Linked DNA regions of Mus musculus: regions 1 and 2 are each linked to region 3. Evidence: chromatin contacts called from public HiChIP or PLAC-seq data. All regions are on one chromosome and are shown on one strand. Each heading gives the region's core, a stretch centred on a gene start, on an enhancer-like site or on the middle of the called end of the contact. The rest is flanking DNA. Distances are from core to core; before and after follow the strand shown. Region 1 overlaps Sorbs1 (sorbin and SH3 domain containing 1). Region 2 overlaps Sorbs1 (sorbin and SH3 domain containing 1). Region 3 overlaps Sorbs1 (sorbin and SH3 domain containing 1).

Region 1 (4,060 bases), core at 1,280-3,779, 89 kb after region 3:
GTTTTCATTAAAGGCAGCGTCTCGCTCACTTGGCACTCAACAAGTAGATGAGGCTGGCTGGCCATCCAGCTCTGACTGAATGAGCCACTCTGCCTGACTTCATGTGGTTTCCAGAGATGGAACTCGGGTTCTTACAAGAGAACTCGGGTTGTCCACTGTACCGGCTGAGCTATCTCCCTAGCCCCGTCTGCAATTTTAAAGTTGTTCTCTTGTCAAAAAGAGAGGCAAAGAGGTAAAGAAGCTGCTGAAGTGGCCACTGTAATACGACAAGAAAAACTTGCCATGTGATGCTGCCCCATCCAACCACAAGGAGGATCTTTTTGGGAGGAAAAACCCATGAAAGCAACTGAGGCAGAAGACAGACAGGTATGAGACAGGCCAGCCTCAGCTGCTTTAGGAATGGCAGGTTTCCAGGTCCATCAGATCCTTGGCAAAAAAAAAAAAAAGTGACATAACTGCCATTGATGAATCAGTGATCCTTCAAAAATCTCCAGGATGGAGAATGGGTTGAAAGAAGGTTCTAGAAGCATACCAAGAAATCTCACATCAGCATCCATAAAAGTTCAAACCTAGACAATTAAATAAATGAATATCTAAGAAAAGCAAATACTGACTGCCACGAAAGGACATATGTTCACAATGAATAAGTACGGAGCTAATCAGCTGCCTTTCAAGATTAGATATATTAGATGGATGTGGGGGTCACTGGATCTCTAATGAAGCTCTGTATTTCCCTGTGAAGATGATAAAAAGAATTATCATGTCAGCATGATGTCAGCATGATGTCAGCAATCCAGCAGACTTACACAAAGACTAAGTCACCACCCACTAAATGTAACCAATCTGTGGCAGGCATCTGAATCTAGCCCTGTCCTGGACATTTTGATAAATAACATAGCTAAAGATGACCAAAGGAGGGAGGGATCACTACCCCTCTAGACCCTGTTACGACTGGTTTCTAAAAGGTCTTCAGATTTTTAAATGAATTATACCTAATATAGTAGAATCAGAGATGAAAGAACATAAAGTCTACATGTAGCAGATGGACGTTGGAGGCAGGAGCATTTCATGGACTGCTGACTTAGTAGAAGGAATGGCACACTGAGACCCTTTCATGACCCTCAGAGAGAGTCACTTCAGCACACAGTTCTAAGGATGGTCTTGCCCTCTCCCACAGCCTCCTCCAACAGTCTATCTGTAACCACAGTTCCCTATTACAACATGAAAAAGTTAACTCATGGCTGCAGGAAGACTGGAGCCCGAAGCCTGGGTACAGCTGCCACGGACTGCAGCTCTTCAGGTCACAGCCTAGGAACTTTCCATGAGCTACAGCCTCTCAGAACCAATGCTGACTGACCTGTCTCAAGATTTCAGATTGTCATTCTTGAGACTAGCCTGTGTTGGGGGCTCCTGTGGACAGGCGAGGGAACGTCAGAAACTCTTTAAGGTTGGTGACACATTGCTCACTCAGTGACCTATGACTGACAAGTTATGATCCCTGATTGGAAACGCCTGGCTGAACTTCTTACTTAGCTCATCAGTCAGACGGGCATCTTTGGACTTATTTTTTCCAAGGAAGGGGACGTCCCGGGAGGAAATAAGCAGATGCCAAGCAGAGAATATAGCAAATCAAAAATCCTTCCTGACACAGGCCAAACTCTTGGCTGATGCACTTCTAGCTCAGTGCCTGGAACTCCGACCAACCCTGGGAGGATCAGACGCTCCCATGTGGCTGGAAGCCAACAAGGCCCAAAGCGACTTCAGAAATCCCTGAGACCAAAAGCACTGGATTTCTTCCAAGACACGGGATTTCTAAATCCTGTGAGCTTAAAGGTCACTGTACATAGTGTAGTTCTTACTTTAAAAAAAAAAAAAAAAGAGGCAAAAAGGAAAGGCATACAGAAATGCCTAGGGAAACAATGTTGCAGAGTTCCAAAAGAAGGGAAAGGCGGCCAGGCACCATGGTGGCTCATGGCTACAATCACAGCTCTCAGGAGGCTGAAGCAGGAGGACTGAGTCCCAGGCCAGCCTTGGCTACACAGTATCTCTCAACAAACAAAACAAAACGAAACAAAAAGCAAAAGAAGCAAAAGAGCCTTTTAAAACCTCTGTTCTCCAGTGACTTTTCAACAACAACAACAACAACAAAGGCAGTTTTAGCCATCTACTATTTGGTTAGTTACCAAAGGAGCCTAAGGTTCAAACCAGTCATGACGCTCACTGCCAATGGTCAACTCTGAACTGACCCTCAGAACTTGTGATCAGTGGGAATGGGGAGCAGAAAAAATATCCAAGCAGGCATTTCTAGACAGCCCAGTTCCAAGGTTGGGTCTTGAAACACACAGATTCACTTTTCTCACTGACACCAAAGCATCCTGCTGCCTCCCCACTTAAGGCTTCCCTTATCCTGTGGGCTGTCAGATGAAACATCCACTGTGTGCCGTTCTCGACACATGCTAAGAGTGAGAACAGCCAGGACAGGTGAAAGCAAAGGCACTGAATATCTGACACCACAGCTCCGAATGTGCAAGCCCTCTATTTACTTAGCAACAGTTGCTAAGATTCAGCCTGTCCAAAGATAAACCAGGACAAAGCGGAAAGGGAAAGGGAAGCGGGAAAGGGAAGCGGTGAGGTAAGGACTGCCGTAAACCTGGCACCGTGCAGGGGAAAAGCTCTTAGTGTTGTCAGGACACTGTTCCCCTCCCCAGGAAAGAAATCCGATGCCACAACACTCTGGGCAGTTGCTGCAGCCAGGCACTAAGAAGAGACAGAAAGCCACCATCTTCACACACAAACACATTTGCAAACCATCATGGCACATGGCACTGGGAACAGCAGGAGGGGGAATCTGAGTCCTTGCTTTGCCTGGAACAAACCCTGAGATGTAGGTCTCTGCAAACTATACAATGAACGAGCTATGGGACCGGAAAGATGGCTCAGTGGTTAAGAGCTTGTTCTGTTCTTGCAGAGGATCCTATTTTCATTCCCACCAGCCATGTCCAGCTCCAAGGAATCCAACTTTCTTCTGCCCTCCGAAGAGACTTGTGCCCATGTGCACATTCTCACACACAGATGCACACAGATGCACATAAATAATGGAGCAAATGAGTTAGAGTTGCTAATATGGTTTCCTTGCAGCTTTAACATTCAGTTCTCTACCAATACCACAGTGAAGTCCACAACCACCCAGAGGGCACATACCAAGCACCATGTGCCACACTCTGCTAGGTACAGGACAGTCTTACGCTCAAGGAAACTTCCAACCCACAAATACGAAAGGCCAGAGCAAGCATGGACAATGCACACGTGGCGTACACAGGGTGAAGGGATGTAGCAAAAAACAGAGCAAGAAGCAACCGTCAACACCTTGCCTGGAACGAAGCCTAAGCCAAGACTTGAGGTAGGAGTTAAGTAGTGGAAAGGAAGGGAGAAAAAGGGTTAGTTAAGTTCATCTGGTGAGTGTCAAGCTAAAGAAAGGCAAAAAGGAACAGCAAGTCCAAGAGAACCCAATAATGGCCGACACGACATGCCCGAGAGGAGACCTGAAAGATAAAGGACTTATCTACCATGCTGGGAAGAGAATCTCACAGCATTACTGAGCCTTTGCCTCTCCTGCTGCTCACCTCAACAACTCCCTAGACAATCACCTCTCAGAGTCAGAAACCGTTCACACACCAGATCTACTTATACCAACAGCACAGCAAAAACCTAACTCCGACGCCCCAGACCTGGACTTTCAAAAGTTCCCAAGCCTCAGCTGACTTCCTGAACAGCCGCAGCACCTGCGAGCATGGCGGCTCCCAGAGGCCTGCTTTCAGTTCTTAAGCAGCTCATGGTGCCTGGCCCACATCAGCTGTCCCAACTAGTTTCCATCTTCCTCAAAGCCACAACCACATCCCGCCTACTGCTTTCCCACTCCGAAGATGGTCTCAGCTCCCTCTGTTCGAGGGAATGACTGTCCAGCAAGCATCGCATAGCAATAGCCCAGGTTTCTTCCTAGATGGCCTAGACAAAGCCACAGGACTCTCTATAAGGACTGAAAGAAGAAGAAGAAAAAAAA
Region 2 (4,383 bases), core at 543-3,042, 120 kb after region 3:
ATACTCATCACCATACTAAATGGGAGAAAACAGTATTTAGAAAGAGGAAAGTCTCCGACTCGACAGCAGGGATCTACCCTCATGTTTGAGAAGTTAGCAGTTCTCATAGCATGACCTGTGAGCCTAACACCATTCAGAACTCTGGAGACGGTCTTCTCACGAAAGGCCCATCGTTACACGCCCTGAGGTGGTGGGGGTGGCAGTTAGAGGAGGAAGGAGAGACTGTAAACTGACCCAGCCTCTGCTGTCAAGGAAGAAGCAGAGAGCATATAACCATATAAGGGAAAAGTGGCTCCCTGTTGCATCTGCTTGCAAAGAGTTAAGGAATGAGATACAGCGCATGGTCTGAGAAGGGTGATGATCTGTGTTCTGGCCCTGCTGTGGATGGGCTGTGGGGCCTTGGGCAAGCTCCTGCACCCCTCTGACTGTTTCTAGTTCTCCAAAAAGCAAGGGCATACTACAGGTATCTGAGTTCTTATTCAAGAGTGATGTTCCACAATACTATAATATTTAGAACACTTGCTGTGGGAATTACAGACAGGCAGGGAGGAAGGAAGATAGGAAAAGGAATATGAAATATGACAAAATCTGTTATTACTGAATGGCGATAGCATTAAGAAAATATCCACTGTGGCTTCAAACCAAAGGCCAAGCACAGTCAGTGCTCACAAACCAATCTTCATAGGCTCTTATGGAACTATGGGCATGCTATACTTTTTACTTGTGGGCCACTCTGCAGACATACTACAGGGCAGTGGCGTCCACTCGTGTTAGTGAGAATGTCCTCATCATAAATAACACCAGAGCCCACGCTCCCTGATCCACAGAAGAGCAGGACAGAGGGCAGTCCACAGTATGAGACTCCCGATCAAATATGAAATGCCAATTAGGTCACTATGTAGGATCCCTGGGAGACAAGGACACTTAGACACCGATATACTAACTCACCTAACTGTTCAATGAAAACAGAAGAAGGCGAGAGAGGATGAGAGCAGCCTGTCTTCCCTCTACTTCCCCGACAGGCAGGTTGCCCTGGGGGCAGAGATGGATTTCTACCTTCAAGTCACACACGTGGTGGCTCAGGAACTGGAGTGCTAAAACCAGGACTGAAATCATATGCGAAGACATTTGTCCATGGACAAATTGTTTCCGCCTGGCTGACTCAGTTTCCTTATCCAGGGAAGTGGGAACACTGTAAGACCCCATACCTCATGGAGTTACAGAGATCTGAAGGGATTGACACACAACAGGGCTCAGCACAAGGTTCACTACAAAAAAGCCTGTTGTCGCCTTCGGGAAAGGAGACCAAAGTTTTCATCCGATATCGAAAGTCCATGATGCAATAAAAAGTATGACCTGTTCAGAAACCTGTTCCTGGCATGGAACTAAGGCCATCCTTTGAGAGGGACCACTTTTTCCCAAGACTTCCTATCTTTCCAGGAGACAGGAATTAGAGGTTCTCTGGGTTCCCTGAACCCACGGGACACAAAAGAGAAAGCATAATCCTAGTACTTGGGATTTCTGAGTTCGCGGCCAGCCTGGTCTACAGAGTGAGTTCCAGGACAGCCAGGGCTAAACAGAGAAACCCTGTCTCGAAAAACAAACAAACAAACAAACAAACAAACAAAATTTTTTGCACTGAAACAAAGCTGTGGCTTGGAAATGCCTCCCTGGATTGCTTAAGGCCCCAGTTCCAAAGAAGAACAAAATCAAGGAGGGATCCAAGTCCAACTTCAGTTCCCACACACGCAGTTCCCGCTCACACCCAGCCAGGCAGAGCATGAGAGAGAACGTTCCCGGCAGGCTGGTGGTGTCTAGTCACCTCATCTGCTGGGGACCCGTGACATGCAGCAGAGTAATAGGTGCACAGGAAGGTGACATGATGGACTGGTGCGTGCAGATGACCCAAAGCTGAGGTCCTGATATGAAGGGCTAAAGGGACCGAAGTAGTAAGAGCTGAGGAGCGATTCCACTCTCAGCTCTGCTGCTCTCAAACCTCGCACACATGCAATGACTAAGCCTCGATTTCCCCATCAATAAAACCAAGGTGAGGAAATTAACTGTCCTGGCCTCACGGGGGAGTTGTAAGGATCGCATGAGATCATCCGTACAGTCACTGAGCACGGTACCTGACCCACGGAAGGGCTCATTTGATTAATGGCAGCTGTTGTCCCAGTCACAGTTATGTTGAGGACAATGAGGCATACAGTAGGCAAAGGTTAACATGACTGAAAGACTGTGTTACTTACTAGGTTTTAGATTGTTCAATGTTGTTGCATTAAAAAAAGAAAAAGGAAATAACATCAAGGCGGGTTTATAGGGAGAAACAGCAGCACACGGGATCAGAGACCCAGGTTCAAAACCACTCTAACTGCAAAACCTTACACTTGGCTCTGTGGCCCAGAAAGTCCCACACAGCCAGCAATGAAGAGAGAGGACACATGAGGGTCTAACAGAAAGTGTTGGCTCAAACACCATACATCTGCTCTCAACTAAAACAGTGTCACCTCCATTAAATCAAGGCAGGCAACACTAACACACAGTTACATCTATGACTGACCAGCAACAGCAGATATATTATTAATAAATAATGCTCAAAGCAAAGGTTATTTTGAAGTAAATAAGCATAAAAATAACAACAAAAGGACATCATTGATGACAGGAAGATGGCAATGCAGTTCCCATGGCAACCCTGGCTCCCTATGTCCTCGGTTCCATCTGTTATCCCTCCCATACTCCCCACCTTGCTACCCCTCGGACATACTGAGGATGGGTTCAAAAGGACTCGTGCTTTTCACAAAACAAAAACAGTTTCTTTCCAATATAAAAGAAATTCCTGTTCACCAGAGAAAGCAAGGAAAACAATGGAAGTCTCACAATAAATGCACAGAGCTACCATTCCATGCTAACACGTTAATGTATCGCTGCCCTGCCCCTCCAGCTCTGGCCTTGAGGCAAATCATTTTTATTGAAAAACCGAATGTCACACTGAGTTTCCTAAGACAGCAAACATTTCCGAAGATTCAATAAAAGCAGTAAAACTCGGAGCAGTCTAAGACTGGCTGGCGAATGGAGACGATACAAGTGTATAATCGCCCCCTCTCCCCCGCCCAGCATGAATGCAGGCATACATCAGTTGGATCTGGCCTCAGATACCCTTGGAAACCTTCAGAATATATTTAAGAAGTTTAACTCTGAGCATCAAGACAAGAACCCCAGTCAGGTAGTGGTTCATGCCTTTAATTCTACCACTGGTGAAGCAGAAACAGAGGCAGGTCGTTATCTGTGAGTTTGAGGCCAGCCTGGTCTACAAACCAAGTGCCAGGACAGCCAGGGCTACACAGAGAAACCCTTGGGGGAAAAATTTTAAAAAGCCAAGAACCCCACCCATTAAAACGATGTTCTTTCAGTATCAAAGTGTCTACCATTTCAAAGGAGCATTTTTGAAAATATTTTTTTTAAATCCAAACCTCTTATGTGTACCTTGGCACAAAGCTGGGTCAGTGCTAAGACAGAATTTCAAAATATGCTTTAATTACTCCTAATGTCACTGATACCATCCTATCAGACCCACATAAATCAAAATCACGGTGATGAAGAAAAATAAAACTGAACCTTTCCGTAACACAGTGGTTGCTTAGAAAACAGGAATTTATGACAACTCCCTTTGGTGCTACCCCATAAAACCATTTCCAACACAGTTTATGCCACAGCAGTGAGAAGAAGACTGCTCACCAGCCCACTGAACTGTGCCTTAGATTTTTCCAGAGGTTACACGTATCTTAGGGTAAGAAGACTAAGCTAAACCCTAGGGCAAGCTGGAGAACACCAAACAGCTATCTATCAGGAGCGTTTATGGACAGGTTCTGGAATTTAGCTGAGGCTAATCCCAAATTCAGAATTCGAGATCCTCCTGCCTCCACCGCCTAAGTGCTATTACAGGTCTGTGCCACCACAAGGGTCAACTCACCTTTACCAAGTACTGAAATACACCTACTCCTAAATTTATAAAACATGGGTCCCAACACCAGCTTTCTAGTTAATGGGGACCTGAGTGAGTCACTGGCACTCAGAGTGAAACATGGACCGGCCCTGGGGTCAAAGTGAGCCCCTATCATCCTAAGAGCCTGTTTCTTATCCCTTCACTCCAAAGCCAAAAACATCTTACATCAAACATGGCCTACTCCTAGGAGATTACTAAAATGCACTCAATTTCAGGCTGTCATTTTAAAGCTACCATTGTATGATTGTGCATGTGTGCGTGTGTATGTGCGTGCATGTGTGTGTGTGTGTGTGTGTGTCTGTGCATGAATATGTAGCGCAGGTGCCCTCAGTGGCCAGAGGTGGCAGGCTCCCTGAAGCTGGAGTTACAAGTAGTTGTAG
Region 3 (4,066 bases), core at 1,519-4,018:
TCTTTTCTTTTCTTTTTTTTTTTTATAACAACCCGAAATACAAAAATGTACACAGTTTCTTCAGAGGTTGAAGATATCACACAAGCAACTTAGCTACCTCATGGCCACTAAGGTAAATGACACAGAACAGCTTGCTGCTAGCGCCACCTACAGGCCTTCAGCGCTACTGCGCCTCAGAGTAGTCCTTCCGGGATGTACTGACACCACCCACTAAGACAGTTTTTAGCTCTCTCTGCAAGCAGCAAACTGTCCATGTGACTTTACCCAGCCCTTCTTCCCAATTCCCCAGAAGTGTCTGCTATTTGTCCATTCCTGCTGTTAAAAGTAGAGGATATGGACACTTGTCAGAGACTTAAACTGAAATATGATTTGAAACTACAGGGTAATTTATGTGCATCAAGAGCAGCTTCCTCTAGAGTTTCCATCCTGAAGGAAAAAGCCTGCCCATCCAGACATGAATAGTGTCTTGGGTGTGTGTACATGGATTTACATATCTATGCGCATGTATGTAGATATCAGAGGAAAACTTTTAAGTGAGAGATCCTGAGGAGCCAGCTACCTTGTTTTCTGATTCCAGGGTCTTTCAGTCACTCAGGGCTTGCCAATTGGACTAGGCTGGCTGGCCAGCAAGTCCTAAGGACCTGCCTGGCTCTACTGCTCCAGGGCTAGAACTGTAAGCACAAGCCACCAAGCGTGTCCTTTTACTCTTTGTCTGGGGATTGAACTTAAGTCCTTCAGCAGCTGGGTCATCTCTCCAGCCTGGCTTCTGCCTTTATTCGGTGAAAAGCAGAGGCCCACAACCCCCAAGCCGTTTGGGAATGACGGCTTCGACACTGGCTCATTCTACAATCTAGGATGATGGCCTTTCATGAAACCTACTTCATATTTGTTATTCTTACAAAGACTATTTATAAACTGTTCCCTGGGAATAGGTTAGGGGTTTTGTTTTTGCTGTTTTTTTTTTTTTTAAATGTACTAACATACCAACTCTTTTGGGATGCTGCCAAAAAGTTACAATATTTACAGCCTTAAAAGAATTAACTTGTTTCAGTCTTGAATGCTGTTTGCTGGATAGCTGACTGCCAAGGCTAGTGCTGAGTAAAGAAAAGGTCATGTTAAATAACTTAGATCCAAAGCCTCGGTTCTGAGAGAGAGCTGCCCAGACATAAAGATAAAAAGGTATTACCCACAGTGCTCATACCTGCATTAGGTTGCCAGGTGTAACTGAGCAGCAACCAATCAAGAAACAGACTAAGAACGGACACCCCTGCTGGAAGCAAAGGGGGCTCTCTGTTCCCACAGCCATGACACCTCTACAGTGCCAGGGTCTGGTCTTTGCTGCTGTGGGCTGCTCTTTTTCCAGCCTGATAAAATCCACAGAACGGGCAAGTGGCTTGCCAGGCAAGTGTCACCTCCTCAAAGACAGTGTTGATGCTTGAACAGGAGCCAGAGAATTTGAAGCTGGTCAGCTTCAAATTTCAATTAAGTAAATCATGTGATTATGGTGTGTTTGCTTTATAATCTTCATGGCTCTTATACCCATATTACTCCCCCTGGCCATATCACCTGGTCCTCCGCCAGGCTGGAGGGCCAGATAATATTTCTACTCACAAACGGAAGCCTTGAGGTTCAAGGAGATTAAATGACTGCCCGAAGGCACACAGTAGAGTCAGGATTAGAACCCAGAGCTCAGGCCTCCCATAACCCATCCAGCATTCTGTAAACTATGCTATATTCCCACTGACCCTCCTACTAAGAGGACGAGAGAGACAGAGCTGGGTAAACCCCTCACTCACACTTACGTGTTGTTCATTTTGTGCCTGTAATTACTATCCCGATATCTGTCTTTGCTACCACACACCCATGAAATATAAACCCCAACACCCAGCCCAGGGCTCAGCATGAAAAAGCTGTGTCTATATATTGATTAAATGGGGCTCATGTCCTTTGGGGAGACTTCAGCAAAGAAAAGAAAAAGTATTAAGGAATAAAACCTAGACATTCCTGACAACTGGGACCAAACCACGCATCTCTAAGTCCAAGGCCGAAGAGAAAAGGTTGACTTACAGGCATGAAGTATTTAGATCTTTGTGAATATGCCAAACAGGTCATCAAGAATGGAAGTCACCCAGGGATTCTGAGGGTAACAGTGTTTTATGGGTTTGGGTAGTGGGAGCAAGCTCTAGGGCAAGAGAAGCCCCCACAGTCCATGTAGTTTAACATTCTTCCCAATGGCATCAATTAGCCGTGCCTGGGCCCATTTCTTAAATCAGCAGAATGAAGCAGGTTTGAACACCTCAAACGGAAGAAAAAGTGGGGTTTCTCTTTCTTCATGGAGAGACAAAGGAAACTAAAATAAAATCTAACATAGAGCCTACATCTGTCACCCGTTTACACGTTTGATAATGAAATGATTCTTTAGCTCTCTTCAAAAAATCTATGAATGGGGGTGCTGCTGAAACCCCAGCCAGCCAGATAACTCCAAAAGGCAAGGCTCACACTGAAAGGCTCCCATTGAAATTCACATAGCAGCTTTTCTGTTCACGTGACTAAAATAGCAGGACTTAAAAAAGATCAAGCATAATGGACCAATTCAGCCACTGTCAAAAAAAAATTAAGATTCAACTGAAATTCCTCTCTAAAACCGACAACTTCTCTTTGGAAGGAGGGAGCTAACTGGGCTGAAGGGCACTGAATTAAACTGTTGGATAGGTGCCCGCATGCCACTACGGGTGGGACGCAGGCCTGGAGCACTACAGGGGAGCTCCTGTACTGAGACACCAGATGGTGTTCTGCTGTCCTCGTAGACAGTCTCCACCACTCCAAAGATGGGCACTGTGAGGGCACTGCCCGGTGCTTGTAAAAAAAATAACCCAGTGATCCCAAGCACTGATAGCAAAGGAGAAAACAAAATAATGTCGCTTTCCTCGTTCTGTATAGAGGTGAGACAACTAAGACCAAGAGAAGGAAGGGGAAACAAAGACAACCTTAAGAAGAAGGGTGTGCCTTCAGTGTAGGCCTGGACAATCCATGAATGGCCATTGCCCAAATAAAAGCACCCAAGGGCCTCCAGAATCCCTGAGATCACTTGCTTGTTACTAAAGAGTGTGGCTTTCTTTCCAGGAACCCTTGGGTTGAAGGTTGCAGTTGCATTCATTATGCCTGGGATACTTCCTGGTGGCAGACAACTCCCTCTGAGGCAGGGAAGCAGAAGGAAGTCACTCAGCTTGCCTTTCGCTGTCTGCCCAGCAAACTCAAAAGAATGTTAGCTCTAAAAGTGTTTCTGTGAACCAGGGACCTTTTTCCTAATTAAAATTACTCGAGCACTTATAAAGACATCACACCTCATGTCAGTAAAAGTCTAATCAATTATCCCCTAAAAACGCACAGAACGGCAGGCTGTCAGCTCTCAAGGAGACTTCAGAATCTCCATCCTGCTCTCCAGCCAGAGGGCTGTGAAGCTGCAGGAGCTTTAGAGAGTCTTTGACCATTCCCCACAATTTGAGCCAGCTTTTCCTAGCGAAGGGTGAATGGAAGGAAGCAGGATTGGCATATACGAAACTCATCAGTTTGTAAAGTCTTCCTATTTCCCAGCAGTGGCTACTTTTCCATGGCAGCCTAGAATTTCCACACATTTTTCCCACCTAATTTTTATAGAAGTGTGAATTTGTGTAAGGGACAATAAGCCAAACTGATTTTTATGTTAGTTCTCAATGCTTTGCCAATCAAAGACAGCAGACCAAAAGATAAAACTCTAACAGCCTGGACTTTACCCCAAGTTACAACATTCTATTGGTTATCTTTGAATGATTTTAATGCTAGACTGGCCGTTTCTGTAATAGTCATCCATTTCGAACAAGAATTGCCTACAAAAAAATAATAACTTTTACTGAGTAACTTTGACAAAGTAGTACTCTTTTTTTTTCCTAAAATAAGTGAGATCAATCGCTGTTAGTAGAAAATTAAAATGAGTTAAACCACGCACAAATGGAACAACAGAGCCACAAAAAAAAAACCAGTTTTTTTAAAAAGCAGACTCAGGACTAATTTATGAAGACCTGCAGAA

What was found. HiChIP or PLAC-seq counts read pairs in DNA pulled down with a chosen protein or histone mark.
Region 1: a contact with region 3 is called in an H3K27ac HiChIP or PLAC-seq map of heart atrium, with 17 read pairs. The contact joins two enhancer-like sites. A contact is called at or near these places in 2 of 115 datasets of contacts at active chromatin or transcription factors (embryonic fibroblasts and heart atrium) and 2 of 9 other capture datasets (adipose tissue and liver).
Region 2: an H3K4me3 HiChIP or PLAC-seq map of intestinal villus epithelium shows a contact between it and region 3, with 6 read pairs. The contact joins two enhancer-like sites. A contact is called at or near these places in 1 of 15 datasets of contacts at CTCF or cohesin (the NIH/3T3 cell line), 1 of 484 Hi-C or Micro-C datasets (nephron progenitors), 1 of 115 datasets of contacts at active chromatin or transcription factors (intestinal villus epithelium) and 3 of 9 other capture datasets (adipose tissue, liver and pancreatic islet).

What each region holds. Positions count from the first base shown.
Region 1 is chr19:40,435,287-40,439,346 of GRCm38.p6, forward strand. The region is part of intron 2 of Sorbs1 (sorbin and SH3 domain containing 1); the gene reads right to left. Among named protein-coding and RNA genes, the nearest start is that of Sorbs1, 76 kb to the right of the region's middle. Within about 2 kb of position 2,530, at least 101 of the 459 cell types and tissues checked have an H3K27ac peak or open chromatin away from gene starts, as enhancers often do. A contact at or near this core is called in heart atrium, where this site is marked.
Region 2 is chr19:40,462,834-40,467,216 of GRCm38.p6, forward strand. The region is part of intron 1 of Sorbs1 (sorbin and SH3 domain containing 1); the gene reads right to left. Among named protein-coding and RNA genes, the nearest start is that of Sorbs1, 49 kb to the right of the region's middle. Within about 2 kb of position 1,793, at least 44 of the 459 cell types and tissues checked have an H3K27ac peak or open chromatin away from gene starts, as enhancers often do. A contact at or near this core is called in intestinal villus epithelium, where this site is marked.
Region 3 is chr19:40,345,708-40,349,773 of GRCm38.p6, forward strand. All of the region lies in intron 16 of Sorbs1 (sorbin and SH3 domain containing 1), which reads right to left. Among named protein-coding and RNA genes, the nearest start is that of A930028N01Rik, 51 kb to the left of the region's middle. Within about 2 kb of position 2,769, at least 47 of the 459 cell types and tissues checked have an H3K27ac peak or open chromatin away from gene starts, as enhancers often do. A contact at or near this core is called in heart atrium and intestinal villus epithelium, where this site is marked.